Regions from separate parts of the Mus musculus genome. Here region 1 is linked to region 2. The links are chromatin contacts, called in public Hi-C maps. All regions are on one chromosome and are shown on one strand. Each heading gives the region's core, a stretch centred on a gene start, on an enhancer-like site or on the middle of the called end of the contact. The rest is flanking DNA. Distances are from core to core; before and after follow the strand shown.

Region 1 (4,337 bases), core at 1,103-3,602, 36 kb before region 2:
CCTGCCCCCCTAACTGCTCAACCATTTTATCCTTCATACCGCTGAAACAACAGACCTGTGCTTCCCCTGTCTAATTGAGCTCCCTTTAACGTTTCTTTTTACAAAGGTCAGATCTGCACGGAGATCTGAAGGTTCACTAGTCTCAATTCTTCCCCATGTTTAATCTTTCACAGCATCAGTTTCTTGGAGGATCTGAATATAAGCAACGGCACAGTGAAAACACTAGACTAGACCACTCCAAGGGCCTAAGAGTTAATGGGGATCAAATTGCAAAGGCTATTTCTTTGGAGGTGGGGCAGACAGAAGGAAGAACAAAAGGACAGAAAAGTAAGATTTTATATGATGGTCAATGTCCTATTTAGGAAAACATTACCAGCACTGGTATTTGGGGGGGGGGGGGGCTTTGGACCTGACACCAAGTTGGTACATTTTATACTTATAGTACTTATGAGATTGTATTATTTAGCCTGGAATTTGACCACCTTTACTCCCAAATTTAATTCAGATCCACACTCAGTCATTTTCTCATGGCCCTGCAAGGGCATTTTCTCCCTCCCTGATGCTTTCCTCTCCTCTCACTTGCTTCTAACTTAGAATAGTTGGTTGACTTATGATTCAGAAATCTGAAAAAAGTCACTTAAATTTCTTTTCCCTAGGACAAGGACCTAGAGCCTTGTGCATAGTAAGTAATCTGCCATGAAACCACACCCTAGCACTCTTTAGGTTTTGAGACTGGATCTCGTTAGGTCATCCCTGCTGGCCTCAAACTCATTCTGTGACCCAAGATAGATTTAAAATTTTAATCTACTACCTAAGCCTTTGGACTAGCTGAGAGCAGAGCTACATTATCCACTTAGCCCACTTCCATTCTTAATGTTAAATTCATGATCCCCACCCCCACCCCCCACCGCATTCCCAGGCCCCCTGTTGGGATTGTGAGTCAATAGAGGTATGGTCAAAGGGCAAATGAAAAACACCATGCTCCTGACTTGACCCTAAGACCAGGGCTAAGAGAAAAACCACCTTGACCTTTACTTGATCGCAAGCCCAAGACTAAGGTTAAGAAACAGAGTCCCTCGGTCTCCACCCTCGGGGTCCCCCGCCAAGAATTCCAATATAATATCCCTGCCTCAATCAAGCTCAGGTCCCTGCTTCTTCTAAAGGCAACCACTCTCCTGTGTGAGGTGTGTTGTGTCTCAACCGCTGGAGCAGAACTGCTATGCCAGCTTTGTGGATACCTTCCCTGGCAGCTGAGGAAGAGATATAACACATCTGTAGGGGAAGCAGTTCCTTTCAGAGCCCCAACACATACTACAGGCTGCCCTCCGATTGATTCTCCATCCTCTTGCCTCAACCTCCCAGTCTTAGGATAACAGGCATGTACTATCAAGTGGCAAAACAGACTTCAGGAACCAGTGCCACAAAACGCACTGCAACCGACATTCACTGAGAAAAGAAATTCTACTATGGTCCTTAGATTTTTTTTTTAAAGATTAATTTATTTATTTTATGTATATTGAGTACACTATAGTTGTACAGATATGGTTGTGTACAAGGTTGAGCCTTCATGTGGTTGTTGGGAATTGAATTTTTTTGTTTGTTTTGTTTTGGAGACGGTTTCTCTGTATAGTCCTGGAGCTCACTTTGTAGACCAGGCTGGCCTCGAACTCAGAAATCCGCCTGCCTCTGCCTCTGTGCTGGGATTAAAGGCGTGCGCCACCCTCCGGCCCAAAGATTTATTATAAAGAACACTGTAGCTGTCTTCAGACACACCAGAAGGGGGCATCCGATCCCATTACAGATGGTTGTGAGCCACCATGTGGTTGCTGGGAATTTAACTCAGGACCTCTGGAAGAGCCAGTTCAGTCTACTACTTGGGAGCAACTTTTTTTTTTTTTTTTTCCTGGCCCGAAGAAAATCTAAACAGCAAACTGAAAGAAAAATTCTTTCAAACTCTCTAAAGCAGTTTTTCTCCTCAGAAACGGACTACACTGAGAAAGCGCAGCCTAGAACTAACAAGTGTGGCCCGCAAGGGTCAAATTTAGTAAATCGCGCCTCGGTAAGCGCCGCTGGGCGTCAACCGTCGTGGGGTTTTCTCCCCGCGGAGCATCACGGGAGGAGTGGCGAGGCGCTCCCGGGGGCCCGCCTTGTGGAGAGAAACAAACTCCACGAGCAACCGAGGGGCTTCGGTCGGACGCTTTCCGCTCTCACAGCCTCGGGCCGCTCTGGGCTGTGCTCCTGTTTCCTGGAGTTCCGGAAGACGCGCCGTGTCGCAACCTCTGCGCGGGCCAATCGCAGGCACCGGGGGGCGGGCTCTCGGGATTTGAAATCCAGCGCTATTTGTCCGTGCTGGGGAAGTGGACGAGGAAGGCGAGCGGAGTTTCAGTCTGCGGACACGCGTGGAGCCCTTGCCCGGGCCTCCGTGGGTCTGAGGCGCTGCGAGCCCTGGGTAACCACGGCCTCGAGCTGCTGTCCTCACCAAGGTAGGTCCTCTGCTCGCTCAGCCTCGCGGACCGATCGGCCGGGTCCCCGCCTGACTCTTCTCGGGCGTCTAACTTCTGCTCTGTTCGCTCGTTAACATTGCTGCCCTAGCGCCCGAGATTTGTTCTAAAATCCGAAGTCTCCGTGAGGAGTAGCGTGGGAATGCCCAACTCTTTGTCTCCGGACCCAGCATTCCTAGAGGCAGCCGCTTATGCGTTCTTAGGATTGAATACCATGCTTGTTGCAGGCATCTGTAGATGTTAGAGATTTTGTTTGGAAAACAGGAAGTTCCATGGAACACAGGGCCCCCAATGAAGGAGCTAGAGAAAGTACCCAAGGAGCTGAAGGGGTCTGCAACCCTATAGGTGGAACAATAATATGAACTAACCAGTACCCCAGAGCTCTTGACTCTAGCTGCATATGTAGCAGAAGATGGCCTTGTACAAGGCCACCAATGGGAGGAGAGGCCCTTGGTCTTGCGAAGATTATATGCCTCATTATGAGGGAATGCCAGGGCCAGGAAGCAGGAGTGGGTGGGTTTGGGGGGGGTATTGGGGATAGCATTTGAAATGTAAATGAAGAAAATATCTAATAATAAAAAAGAAAAACAGAAGGTTCCTTCATCCTATCCTTAAAGTATAACACTGTACAGTCAGGCGCATTTGTTGTTGTTTATTTTAGAGATTATAATTTACTTAGATTCTCCTCCCCCCTTCCTCCCTCCAAACCCTCCCTTACAAACCTCCCTACTCTCTTTCAAATTCAGTGGTTCATTTTCACCAATAACAGTTGCAAATATGTACACACACACATATATATTCCTAGCTATAACCTGCTGAATCCGTGTAATGTTGCCAGTATGTATGGTTTGTTGTTGTTGTTTTATGGGTTTCTTAACGTGCTTATGCTCATAAGCATGTGATGTGGGTTTTTTAAAATGTGGCTATCAAGTCTGTTTTGCCATTTAATCCTTCTGCAGTTTTTAATGTTCTTATTGTTTTTGTTGTTGAGTACATCGAATTGAGATTTATAAATGAATTGTCACTAGGAGAAGCAGGAGCTGGTAGGTGGTAAGGTGCTCTACTATTTAAATCTCCTGCAGGATTTGTCTTTTGAATATGCCTGGTTTATCCACACAAGCATTCCTCATGATATCATGCTAGTAGAAAATTTACACATACATTTCACCAAGCGTGTAACAGTGCTTGGGTAGAAGTGCTGCAGCAGGGTTCTACTGGGGAGTCTTCTGGCAATGATGCTTTGGAAGCTGAGGGCTGAACCCACATTTGCTGTGAAAATCCTTCAGCTGTGGCAGGCTGGGTGGAATATTGCATCGCTGGAGGTCCCAGGAGACACTTAAGAGCAGGACATTGACTTGGTCCTGTGTGGGCTTGGCAACAGTACCTGAAGTTCCTTAGTCACTGAGGCCAATGTCTCAAGTCTTCTTGTCACTGGCTAGAGACACCATTCTCAAAGTTTCAGAATTTATTAGGGGGGGGGGGGAGGTAGTGGTGTTAGCGTTGTACTCTTAGGGCCCACAGCTTGAGATTGGTTTACTTCCATATCAACACCATCTTGGGGTTAGTTCATTAGCACACTGGCCCTGTCTGGGCTAGGCTCCTATCTGAGCTTCTGGATGGCCTCTGGTGGCTTGCTTCTGAAACCTAGTTCTTTAACTATCATGATTTCAAGTTACACCAAATGACTATTAAGCTATGTGACTATTGACATATGGAGGTGAGGTGCGCTGCTGCTGCTGCTGCTGCTGCTGCTGCTGCTGCTGCTGCTGCTCCTCCTCCTCCTTCCCCCACCCCTCCTCCTTCTCATTATGCATGTTTGAACCTAGGGTCTTCCAG
Region 2 (4,168 bases), core at 1,218-3,717:
AGAGGCCATGGAGGGATGTTCTTTACTGGCTTGCTTCCCCTGGCTTGCTCAGCTTGCTTTCTAATACAATCCAGGACTACCAGCCCAGAGATGGCACCACCCACAAGGGGACCTCCCCACTTGATCACTATTTGAGAAAATGCCTTACAGCTGGATCTCATGGAGGTATTCCCTCAAGGGAGGCTCCTTTCTCTGTGATAACTCCAACTTGTGTCAGGTTGACACACAAAACCAGCCCGTACAGTATGCATCTTAGTGATTATATGTGCTAATGCTCTAGGCTCTGTCTCCACCACTTCTCAGTGAGTTTAACCTTTACCTTTAAACACACAAGGATGTTTACTGGCTGTGCTGTCCTGGTGGCCCTTTCACCTGTTTTTATAAACAAAGTTTTAGTGGAACATAGTGGTTTGCTTTTGTATTGTATATTACAGCCTTCATACTGCAGTAACAGACTTGAATAATTGGGACTATATGGATCATAAAGACTAAAAGCTTTTAACATGCTTAGAAAACACTTGACTACCTCTGTTCTCCACAGCCTTTAGAAATAGGTATAATTGTGTTTATTTTGTACAAGAGAAAATGGTTTTTGTAGTGTCTGTTCTGTGTTCTATTAGTTTTAATTATAAAACTTGAAAAAATTATAGAGAAAACAACTTAGTCCACAAAATTATTTTGTGATGAGATAAATTTGAGAACTTAGTGAAAATATTTGTTTTCTAGTTGCCAAGTTTTCAATACAGTCAAGATGATGATTTTCTGCTAGATATGGACAGGGATCCAGCATCTCCATCATCAATTATTACTTCACCATTGAGAAGCACTACTCCACAATGTCAGCATTTCAGCCCCAGCATGCTAGCCGCTATAGAAAGGTAAGTGTGAATGTGAGGTTCATTTTATATTCAAGTTAATTTAATATTCAAGAACATTGAAACATTTTGTAAATTGATAAACTTAAAAACATCAAGGGGAAGTTATCATTTAAAAAACTGAAGCATAAATAGTTCCTAAAAATTAAGCATGTTTAGTTTCAGCAAGTTATGGGTTATCTCAATGTATAATATTGGAAGTAGAATAATTTTAATTGAAATATATAGTGATCCTTTGTGATATTATACTATGAATTAACAATCTTTCTAACTCAAATGCAAAACCCATAAATCACTAATGAAAAGATTTAATATTATGTTTTATCTGCCACCAATCGCTGTCTATAATATTAAGATGATCAGAGAAAAAACTGTTCTGCTGGGTCTGGGGAAATGGCTCAATGGGAAAAAGAGTACTTAGTGCTCTTACAGGGAACTTGAGTTAGGAGATCTGACTTCCTCTTCTGGCCTCCATGGGCAGTGCACTCATGTGTATAATCTCCACCCCAACTCCCACATGCACACATAATTAAAACTAATACTATCAATTAAAACCTTTGTAAAAGGAATATAACATAATACAAAAAACGTTCCCTGGAATATATTTAGCATTACTGCAAATTAACAGTGAAACAGTAACCCTTTTTTACAACATGATAGTGAAAAACTATTAATCAGTATTATCTGTGCAGCTGCAATTTGTTGGCATATATTACTATAACCATGTACATTGACGCAGGAATCCTACTTTTGTAGTGCAGTGTTCAAAACAACTAGAAGTTAATTTGCTAAGCATGCCTTTAATTCCAACACTTTGGAATCAAGACAGAGGGAGCATTGAGTTTGGGGACAGGCAGGACTACACAGTAAGAGACTACACTGTCTCTAAAAGTGAAAAGGGATGTGCGTGTGTACAGGGTTACTTTTTATGACAATTTGAGAACAATTGTAAAGTGAAAAACTTTAACTTCTGTTATACCAAACAATCGCTGGGAAAGTAGACCCATAGGGTGTTAATCTGGGTAGACCTATCATTCACTAAGCAAATATTAGCAGCTGTGGGTTTATTCATTTGTACAACAATGTTTGTGATTAAGTTATGTATGTTAATCAAACAAGAAACACAATTATATAGAAAGAAAAGACTTGCTAAGTTAGATTGAGACTTGATATAATTGGAAGATGTAAATGGATAGTTTTTATACCAGGCATGTCTAAAAGGTCAACTGTGACATTTGGTTTTGATTAATGGAAGTGAACAACAAAAGTAGTAAAAACAGGAAGTGAACAGTCTTAGGGATAAACCTAGATGGTACCCTAGCTCTTGGTCTTTTGCTGTGAAGAGACACTCTGACTACAACTCTTAGAAAAGAAAGCAGTTAATTGGGGCTTGCTTACCGACTCAGATGTTTATTAGTTAATTATTATGGCAGGAGCATGGTGGCTTGCTAGCAGACATGGTGCTGGAGAAGTAGCTAGAGTTCTACATCCAGATCAGCAGGAAATGGCAAAGACCCAGGGCTTGGTTTGGGCTTTTAAAACCTCAAAGCCCACCCCAGTCACATACTTCCTCCAACCCTTCTCATGTAATGCTACCACTGATGACTAAGCTTTCAAACCTTTAAGAATATGGGGGCCATTCTTCTTCAAATAGCCACAGTAGGATAGTGACCAATTAGCAAAACAAAGTTTTCTACTATAGTCTTTTGAATATAGTTAAGAAAATTTTAGACTTTTATTGATTGCTGTTTAACATGATGTTGATTTGACATCTTGGTATTATTTTATATTTATACAGGAATAATTGTGATAGATATGTTTACCAAATGCAAAAAAATGCTAAAAAATATGGCAAGAGTAATGGTGGCCTTGTCTGGGGCAACATTAGGAAAAAAACAGTAAGTGTGTTTTATTATTTATCCTACACTATATGTTATAATGCTTGATAAACTGTGGTAATTATAAGTTGTATAACTGTCTCTGCCCTCCAGGAACTTACAAACTAATCTAATCCTAATATGAAGCTAGTAGTGAAGAAAGTGTATATAGCACTGTAGGATTATAGACGACAGCTCCTAGACTGGAGGAACTGAACCAAGATATACATGGGTGAAAATTCTCCTTTGAAATCTGACTGGAAAATACCAGTCCAGAAGGGACATTTTAAGCAATATATGAAAACACTGTACCTACTCAACAACTGATTCCAGACTGATTTATGGCTTTTATAGCTTTGAATCAGTTTCAGACTCTTTATTTATCTATGTATATGAGAACACTGTAGCTGTACTCATGGTTGTGCGCCATCATGTGGTTGCTGGGAATGAAGGTTGCTCGCTCTGGTCAGCCCTGCTCACTCCAGTCTACAGATTTGCACTGTAGCTGACTTCAGATGCACCAGAAGAGGGAGTCAGATCTCATCACGGATGGTTGTGAGCCACCATGTGATTGCTGGGATTTGAACTCAGGACCTTCGAAAGAGCAGTCAGTGCTCTTAATCACTGAGCCATCTCTCCAGCCCTTCAGATTCTCTTAGATTTAGTGAGTATTTAAAATCCAAACATAGGGGCCGGGCGGTGGTGGCACACGCCTTTAATCCCAGCACTCAGGAGGCATGGCAGGCGGATTTCTGAGTTCTAGGCCAGCCTGGTCTACAAAGTGAGTTCCAGGACAACCAGGGTTACACAGAGAAACCCTGTCTCGAAAAACCAAAAAAAAATCCAAACATAGGAAAACTTTAATTGAAGGTTGTTTTAATAATGAATAGAGCCTGGACAAAAGACACATCTGTTTGGATTGGTGAGAACATGACTTAGTAGTAGAGCATTTCTCTGGTATGCACATAGACTCTGAGTCTAATCCCCAGTACTATCTCAAAAACAAATACTTTAGAGCTGGGACTCCACTGGAACAGACTAGTAATTCCAACACTTAGAGGGTCAGGAGATGAAGTCCAATTAGAGCTACAGGAGTCTGCAGTGTCAAAAGACAAGTTTTTATGAAAATTCTTTTATTTTCTGAGATTATAATTACATTATTCCCCCTTCTCGTTCTTCCCTCCAAACCTTCTCTACCCACTTGCCCCTTTTCAAATTCATGGTTTATTTATTTTCTTAGCTCTTAGTCCTTTGAATTATCTTTTAAATTTTTAGTTTTCTACTTTCAACTTTAGGTACTCTTAAAGAATAATTTATGTAGATGAATTGTGAGATGACTTATGGAAGTAATTCTTCAGACCAGATATGGCCATCTCCTCCTTTCTTTGAAATCTTTATACTACAAATTCACTTAAG

The links. A called contact is a pair of places that touch in the nucleus more often than the background predicts.
Region 1: a Hi-C map of the HPC-7 cell line shows a contact between it and region 2, with 1.8 times the contacts expected there. The contact joins the promoter of Mis18bp1 here to the enhancer-like site in region 2. A contact is called at or near these places in 1 of 39 promoter capture datasets (macrophages), 1 of 484 Hi-C or Micro-C datasets (the HPC-7 cell line), 3 of 115 datasets of contacts at active chromatin or transcription factors (the SCID.adh cell line and embryonic stem cells) and 4 of 9 other capture datasets (adipose tissue, embryonic stem cells, liver and 1 more).

What each region holds. Positions count from the first base shown.
Region 1 is chr12:65,170,595-65,174,931 of GRCm38.p6, reverse strand. It overlaps Mis18bp1 (MIS18 binding protein 1), which reads left to right and starts at 2,352. Exons shown (of 14, transcript NM_172578.2): 1 at 2,352-2,483.
Region 2 is chr12:65,135,355-65,139,522 of GRCm38.p6, reverse strand. It overlaps Mis18bp1 (MIS18 binding protein 1), which reads left to right. Exons shown (of 14, transcript NM_172578.2): 11 at 727-878; 12 at 2,674-2,773. Among named protein-coding and RNA genes, the nearest start is that of Mis18bp1, 35 kb to the left of the region's middle. Within about 2 kb of position 2,467, at least 2 of the 459 cell types and tissues checked have an H3K27ac peak or open chromatin away from gene starts, as enhancers often do. A contact at or near this core is called in the HPC-7 cell line, where this site is marked.